Linked DNA regions of Sus scrofa: regions 1 and 2 are each linked to region 3. Evidence: chromatin contacts called from public Hi-C data. All regions are on one chromosome and are shown on one strand. The core of a region is the stretch at or near the end of the contact, and the rest is flanking DNA. Distances in the headings are between cores, read along the strand shown. Region 1 has its middle 98 kb from the start of ZFPM2. Region 2 overlaps ZFPM2 (zinc finger protein, FOG family member 2). Region 3 overlaps ZFPM2 (zinc finger protein, FOG family member 2).

The links. Hi-C and Micro-C count contacts between places; a contact is called where the count stands out from the background.
Region 1: a contact with region 3 is called in a Hi-C map of omental adipose tissue, with 2.0 times the contacts expected there. The contact joins two enhancer-like sites. A contact is called at or near these places in 14 of 47 Hi-C or Micro-C datasets (brain, embryonic fibroblasts, epiblast stem cells and 8 more) and 1 of 2 datasets of contacts at active chromatin or transcription factors (skeletal muscle).
Region 2: a contact with region 3 is called in a Hi-C map of omental adipose tissue, with 2.1 times the contacts expected there. The contact joins two enhancer-like sites. A contact is called at or near these places in 2 of 47 Hi-C or Micro-C datasets (embryonic fibroblasts and omental adipose tissue).

The regions. Positions count from the first base shown.
Region 1 is chr4:32,092,950-32,095,649 of Sscrofa11.1, forward strand. No RefSeq gene overlaps it. Among named protein-coding and RNA genes, the nearest start is that of ZFPM2, 98 kb to the left of the region's middle. Within about 2 kb of position 1,387, at least 58 of the 83 cell types and tissues checked have an H3K27ac peak or open chromatin away from gene starts, as enhancers often do. A contact at or near this core is called in omental adipose tissue, where this site is marked.
Region 2 is chr4:31,914,498-31,917,237 of Sscrofa11.1, forward strand. The region is part of intron 2 of ZFPM2 (zinc finger protein, FOG family member 2); the gene reads right to left. Among named protein-coding and RNA genes, the nearest start is that of ZFPM2, 80 kb to the right of the region's middle. Within about 2 kb of position 1,469, at least 7 of the 83 cell types and tissues checked have an H3K27ac peak or open chromatin away from gene starts, as enhancers often do. A contact at or near this core is called in omental adipose tissue, where this site is marked.
Region 3 is chr4:31,636,805-31,639,504 of Sscrofa11.1, forward strand. The region is part of intron 4 of ZFPM2 (zinc finger protein, FOG family member 2); the gene reads right to left. Among named protein-coding and RNA genes, the nearest start is that of ZFPM2, 360 kb to the right of the region's middle. Within about 2 kb of position 1,382, at least 2 of the 83 cell types and tissues checked have an H3K27ac peak or open chromatin away from gene starts, as enhancers often do. A contact at or near this core is called in omental adipose tissue, where this site is marked.

The sequences.
Region 1 (2,700 bases), core at 137-2,636, 460 kb after region 3:
CTGCAGCGAACTCCCAGCTTCCGCGCTGGGAAGAGACCGGCGGCCCCTCCCAGCGAGGACTCCGCGCGCCTCCAGGGCCCGAAGTAAACCGCACGCCGCTCAGCAGAGCGTCCCTGCGACGCGAACAGGACCGGCCCAGGGCCTTTGGTCAGACCGCCCGCCGCCAGCCCCGCACCCGCAGGGCGGAGGCGCACGGCCACCCGCTGCCAAGGCGCGAACTTTTACACCTACTTTTTGTTTCGCTTCGGCTTTGGCGTGGCTAAGGCACCGCCCAGGATCGGGACTCAGACACTGATTTTCCACCGCCTGGGGACGTTGCCTTCCTCGCCCCGAGGTTTCGACCAGCTGTTCGGAGAACTAAGTTCTTACCCAGGTTGCTAAAAAGTGGTCCCCAAGAGTAGCACCCCGTCAAACGCAACAACAATGACAACAACCACACTAATAACTATCACTTAAATGAGTGGGGTTGCCCCTCAGGCTCTACGAGAAAGCAGAGCTAACTGCGCGCGGGGGTCGGAATTAAAAAGGACACAGGAGCGCGAAGGCTGAGCCGAGCAGGAGTGGGCTGTTGGTCCTAGCCTCTTTCTTGCCCGGCACTCGGGCTGTCTATCTGTAACTGACAATTTGTCCCTCCAGCTGCTCAGGCAAAGTTTGACAATTCCGTCGCAGCGGGAGCGGATTTCTCCCTCCCTTTCCCGCCCCGCGAACCCCCCTCCCCAGAAATAATCCCACCAACTCCCGGCCCCGAGTGCAAACTTACGTTTGATCTGCCGAGGCTTGCTCTGCTTTCGCCGGGACATCTCGGCGGCGGCCGCTGCCACTGGGGCTGCCGCGGTGCCCGCTTTAGGGGCTGCCGCTCCTTCGGCTCCCGCCGCTCTCACCGCCGCCGCGGGCCAGGCTCGGGCCGCCGCCGGCCGGACTCTAGGTGCTCCGGACGCGCGGGATTCGGGCGCTAGGCTCCTCTGGGAGCCACGGATCCACGTTTGGAGATGAGCAGGCAAATGAGGAGAGAGGGGGCAGAGAGAGTGTGACAGTGCGGAGGGGAGGGGGAGTGTGGGTGAGCGCTGGGTGGGTTGGGGGGGTGAGAGAATGGGAATTTGCAAACGAATGAACAAAAAGAGAGAAAAGGGGAATGGGGGGCACAAAAAGAAGGAAGAGAAGGAGGGAGGGAAGGGAGAGCGAGCAGAGGGGAGAGGGGAAGAGAGGGGGCGGCAGGCGCGGAAGGAGGAGCGCGCTCGCTCCCCGCTCCGCGGCTCGCGGGTCAGATACTCGAGCGCCGCCGCCGCGCCGCCGCCGCCGCCGCCGCCGCCGCCGACGCTCCGGGCCGCGCAGCTCTCGCTCTGCCGCGGGAGGTGGCGAGGCGCGGGAGGGAGGGGCGCGCCGGAGCTGTGGGGAGGGGGGGACTATTCCATCAGCAAAAGGAGGATTGGCTGCATCCAAAGCCAGTCCGGATGCAAACTAGGGCCCTGGCCTCGGTCGGGTGGGGTGCAAGGGAGCAAGGTCGGGGGTTGGGGGGACCGAGGGAGGCGTGGGGAGACCTTGGAGGGGGGCCACCTTCTGCAGTTGTCACCGCGTCAGCTCTGGGCATTTGCCAGAGCACCCCTCCTCCTCTTCGCGGCAACTTCTTTCAACAGCCCTCTCTGATGGACCCCAACTCTCCTCTTATATGCCTTGCCTATCCAGCGGGGCACAAAGAAATCTCAGTCTCCATAAACTTTGTGCTTCCAGTTATGCTGCCCCCTCCCCTAGTTTCCTCCCCCTCCCTTCCAGCTTTTTGGCAGGAAGGTTAGGCCACTGGCAAAATCCTCTGTGAGAGCCAGCTGATCACAAATGCCAACTGTGTGTCTTGGGGCCAGTTAAGTCCTCTCATCTGCTCAGGCTCTCAGGAGACCATTTCATTGCTCTCAAGGTTCCCAGGAGACCGCTGCGAACACGGACCATCCCCCTCTTGGCCCACACGGATGGGATGCTGAGCAGCGTCTTCACGGTGCTCTTTCTCACCTCGAGTTTTCATTTTAGATTGTAAAAAGTCCGAATTTGGAGCCAGGCCGAGATTTTTCTCACATCAGAAAGGAGGACCATCACCTAGGTGATTAACCCTTGTGGGAAATGAACCGCCTCTAATCAGAACACTAACTTTTTGAGGAAGTCTGTAGAAGTTCAGAGTTCCCACCCCAGCTCCGCAATCTTTCATGCTTTTAGTTGTTCTGCCACAGGGAAGCAGCCAGCAACTAATAAAAGATTTGATCTTGCCATAATTTCCCAAGCAGGTAAGCCCCAATAACTATTTCATGGTTCTTTAGCTTTCGAAGTTTTGTTTCATTCTTATTCAATTATTGTGTATGTGGTATGTTGGAAACTGCAAGCCAAAAGAACAAATTTTGAAGTGATTTGCATAGTTATTATTTTGGCCAAGTTTAATTGCTTGAAGCTACCTTAATTTCTCATAGATTCCTATACATTAAGTATTAAATATATTCTCCCAGGTTGACTTGAAGGAGTGTCTATCCAAGAGGCAGTGGAACTGGCTACTTTATGTAATCAGTATTTACTAATAATCTCCTCTGCAGTTAACATGTATCTACCAGATACTGCTGACTTTTACCCCCAGGTTGTGAGATCATCCATTCTGATCTGAAATCCTGCCCGGCTTTGTTCAGTTGACCAGCATCCCTGTAAGCCCCACCAAACTCCATATGC
Region 2 (2,740 bases), core at 219-2,718, 280 kb after region 3:
GAGAATCCACAGAATACAAACGTTTTAAAATAACGGCAGCTCTAATCAACTATCTGCAGGGGAATGTTATTCATAAAATCACAGGGTCCAAATGTGCCACAAAACAGGATGAATACCCAGCAGAGACTGCAGTGACTAATCAGCTTCGAAATTCATCTCCCGTGAACCAAGGAGTCAGGTTAACCACTGAATCACTTAGAAGCCATTGTTTTCTAGGTCACCATTAATGTAGGTTCTCATAAAAACATGTTTCCCTCCTCTACTACACACCTTTTCTACTCAACTAGCTTTAAATGAAGCATTATAAAATGTGGATAAATAATACCATCCTTAAAGAGGGCTTGTCACTATTTGGTAGAAATATGCGTTAATAAACATGCATTTTTATTATTTCCACTCTACAAATAAATTTAAGAATGTTTAGCTTTCAGGCACTCTCCTCTTAATCCATTAAAAATATTATTACACGACTCTGCTCATAGATATCTAAGTATGGCTCAGTGATATTTTGGAACCAGTTCCCAATAAGAAGAGCCAGGCCAGTCTTTTTTTTTTTTTTTTTTTAACTATCTTTTATCTGTTTCGTTCCCATGACCTTTATCTTGTTTTTTTCCATAGACTATTCTCACAAAATATCAAAATTGTTTAGAAATGTTTTTTTTATCTACAAAGTTACTAACACTTTTTTTTTTTCTTTTACTGCTTACCATCATATGATCTGTAAACTAAATGTTCTCAAATCTCTATCTAGGTCACGATAAAGGTGCTTCATTCAGTTATTTCTGGGTCACTTTAATATCAACATTCCTTCCTGCTTAACATAAAAGCCCTCCTCTCCTCTCTTTCAGTTGCTTCCTTTGAGTATGGTTTCAACTGTGTTTAGGAAGGTAATTTATTCTCAGGGAGCCTATCCGAATACCACAAGTTACCTGACACACCTTGGAACAGCAGTTATGATGGAAATAACTCATAAAACTGACAGCTTTGTTTGTATGTCATTCATTCCCTGGACGATCACTTTGTAGATGTGTCTAGGAGATACAAGGTGCTGAGGAAGTTGGTCTCTCTTCCTGTAACAAAAGGGATTTGACGTAACATGCCGCTATGCCAATCTAATTCCATCTTCATCAAAGGAAACATAACTGGTCTTATTAACGATACCAGCCTGCTTGTCTGACAATCTACAGGGCCCCTCTGGATGACGACTAGTAGCTGATAATCAACCATGGAGTATGAATCCACAGACCACTGTGCACTCAACTAACCAAAGTATGGTCTAGACCGTATCTTCCTTGCTTGTTGATGAGAATGTCATGTGGAGAGGAATCAAAAGCGTTACTGAAGTCTGGATAGATTACATCTATTACTTTGCCCTTATCTACATGGCCTGTCACTCTATCATAGAAGGAAATTAAATTGGCCTGGCACAATTTGCTCTTCACAAAACCATGTTGGTTGCTACCCACTAACTTTTGCTCTTCTAGATGATTGTAAATTGATTGTTTGATGATTTGCTCTAGTATCTGCCCTGGTATCAACGTTAAGCTGACTGGTTTATAATTACCAGGATCTTTTTTTTTTTTTTTTCCCTCCTTTTCTTTTTTAAGGATGGTCACTACTTTTTCCATAAATGGTGACTTTTTTCCCTGCTCATTTTATGTTCTTCCAGATATTAATTAGTGACATTTCAGTTTCAACCCTTCACTATTTTTAGCATCTATACCTTCATTTTCTACATTTTGATTGTCTGTTTATTAAAAATGCATATTCTTTTCTAATCTAATTTCCCATGCTTTCTATATGGGTATAATTAACCCTATCACATTTTAAACTGGACATTTCTTGAGTAATCCAAGTACTACCTAAAAAAAGCTTGTCCTTAAAAAGATTTTTTAAATCCTCATCCTTTCTTCCCTCATGTATCATTTACTGTATTTTGAGGAGCCATCTTACTTTAAGGTTGAACATTTAATTTCCATATAATTTTACTGTTCATGTCTACTTTTATCTAAATGTTTATGTCCTCTTTTCCATTTTCAATATAAGTAAAATGCCTATTTATTTTATATATAATAAACTTGGATGCAAAATCACGTAGGTAATGGAGATTTTTACTAGAAAACAAATAATGGGACTATCCACGGTTCTTCTGAAGAAAAACATTGTGTTCTTAATTTTACCTGTTTAACATATTTGAAAATTTCAAAAAGATATAGGGGAAAACATTTTACAATATAATCTATGCTGATAAAATGCAAAATTATAAACTGAAGTCAATTGAAATATGCATTGCTCATAAAGTTATTACATGAAAAAGAAGACAGTGACTAGAATTAAAGTTAAGAAGTAGTAAATATAAAAACAGCCATATGATGACTCTTTCCTAAAAGGGAAATACTGAAAGTCAATAGAATTTATAGCAAAATTAGATTCATTTCAATCTATATAAAATTACATGCAGGGTACATCTTGTTCATTCTCACTAAGTAAAACAGTAGCTTATACCCAGTAAAATAAAAGATTAGACTGCAGGAAATAGATTACATTTTAAAACAAGATCAATCAGAAGAGTTAAAGCAATCAAAAATTTTCAGAGCAAAACGACTATAAAGCTGCAAGTATCACAACATCTAAAAAGTTTCAGGAAATAAGCAGAACTCATAGAAATGTAAACAATTAGACTCTAAATACTCCCAAGGAGATAGGAAAGATGAACTCATGATGAATATATGTATATGAT
Region 3 (2,700 bases), core at 132-2,631:
ATCTCGGTGGTTTTTTTTTTTTTTTTTTTTTTTTTTTTTTTAATGTTCTTTTGATCGCTTTTGCTTTACTATTGCATTTTGGCCTTGAATTTCTCAATGGGGCTTAATGGTTTAGAGTAGCTAAGATATTCAGATATTGTGCAGGAGAACAGAAGAGTTAACTTACTGCTTAGGTCATAAAGTATCCTCCATGGTTTAGTTATGACTTGAAAAGCCACCCAGAAACTACAGCTTATTGTTTAATGTTTCTTAAACATTTACTATGGATCTCATTTTCACTCACAAGAGCAAGGAGTTCCCTGGACATGAGGTGTCATTTTAATAGGAGTTGGATACATACATTTTTAAGCAGAAAGTCCCATGGCTCTAGTTTGTGTTCAACTACCTTCCTTGAGATCAATAATCAATACTTGCTCCCTCTTTTTTTTTTTTTTTAAAAAAAATAAGCATTTCTAAGTTTGAAGACCTACCCTCTGGGTGTTCCCATACTGCATCATCTGCATAACTCATCTCCTTTGCTGCCCTACAGAGAACTGTCCTGTGCAGTCATCTCCATACCATAAGGAAACCTTATTGGGCCCGTGGGAGGGAAGCCTGGATACTGGATCCAGAAGATGATTAAAGGAAATCTGTTGGAATCCTGCAAATCCTGATATGATTCTTTCTAACATCTTCATGAACCACTCCTTCAGCTCTGAATTTACTAAATCAAGGATAATTAAAAAAAAAATCAATCTTCTGTAGCCTGATAAAAATTAAAACATAAAAAAAGGGAAATAGAAAATGAAGGTGGAATTTGAGGAGAAAAAAAGAATCGACTCACTTCTCAGTAAATTTTTCTTAATACAGGTAAGGAAGGTATAGCAGATTAAGTTATCTTTATATCTCTATTAAAATGAAAGTAAAAAGAAGATGCATTATTAAAGTTATGACATTTCTTTCCTGTACACAAAGAGTCTAGTTGAAGTATTCAGTACAGCCAAAATTTTAGGGAGTGGAAGATTGCTAAAGAAGGAACTGAAAACATCAAGACAGGATATAATTAAGGCTTAAAAAGGATTTCAACAGAGGTAGGGTCAGCCTGAGGACAAATTGTGGTAATGTTTTATAAGCAGTGATAAGAGGAGATACAGCATTAAAAATAAGAGTTCAAGATCAAGATTCATTTTCAAATTTTAGCCTTTGAGAACCAACAAAGTTCTGACACAAGGAAAATGATAACAAAGTCAGAAACATGGATCCGCTCCTGCCCTGGCCTCCCAAAGAAAGAGGAGAGGACACAGAAGGCAGGGAGAGAAGAAGATAGAACGCTTACTTTAGAAGAAGATAGAACGTTTATCTGACTCTCTGTAGTATCCTATAGAGGGAAGTTATATTTGGGCCAAGAAGTGGTCGGTGAAGCCAAGAGGAAACCTGGGGGATCAGAGAGCGAATCAAAAGAAAAGGGAGGCAGAAATCAACTCATGACAGATCCTGATTTTTATCTTGAGTAGCATGAGTCGCTCAACCTAGCTCAGTGGGAATGCAAAGGGTCCGCTTTTTTTTTTTTTTTTTAAACAAAGTAATACGTGCTTCATAAACGACCACGTTTCTTTTGTAGCTGAATCTGCTTTTCAGAGGCTGTAAAGTAAAACAACAGAGAAATCTGCTGAAAACATGCAAAGCCTGATAGATAACAAACTATCCTTGGATAAAGAAAACTGGGTTTTTCCCCCATAATCTTTCCAAATAAAAGATATTAAGTAAGACATCTCTAGCATATATCTGTCTTAGTCCATTGAATGTCACTCATAAGACTGTAAATATTTATGGCTGGTAGGAATCATGAAGGGCTTCTAGACTTTCTGTTAGAGATGAAGAGAATAGAGCTCTAAGAAGTGAGGTGTTGCATCAAAGGTCACAGTCAGTGTGTACGTGTGTGTGTGTTTTGTTTTCCACATGAGAGTAACTTGTCTTCCAATATAGAACTGCTATAGGATTAACATGTAGTTTATGACTTAATAGTAGTAAAGCCTAACCATGACATCTCATTTTTTTTTCTCCAAATAACTTACTGAGGTTGAGGATGTCATTATTTTCATTGAAATAAAGGTTTAAAGAATTGAATGATTCACAATTTTGGAGTTTCTCATTTATGGGACAGAACTCAAGCTGGCTCCTTCCAAAGCTCTTTTGTTCTGCAGCCTCTCATCTAGTTAAGGAGAACACAATCAAGTCATCAGTTTAATAAACACAGGATACCTCTCATAATTGTCAGCTTTGGCAAAGGATCCTCATCCTCGTGGGAAGGAGCCTTGACAATTGGAGTGTAAGTCCAATGTGCAGCATGGATATAGCACCACTCTTAAATTCAATATCTTATAGGTGACTGACGATATTGTAAGAGAGGAAACGAGGTAGTGATGGCCTTAGTGAATTAATAAAGAGATCCTTCTGTGGTTCTAGAGATATTTATACATCTCCAGGTTTAAAACAGTGGAGAAGTAACAGGCGTCAAGTCTCTCCCCAAATAAGGTATAAACGGACTAATCAATATTCATAGAATCTTGTTATCCCAGTAGTTTTAAAAAATTAGTTAACTGTATGAAATTTGTGGTAGTAATTTATATAAAATATGCTATTAACTTATGTTCTCCGGCTTTAGTAACTAACCCCTCCCATGTAACCACAAAAATATCTAAGGAGAATATTATGCCACAT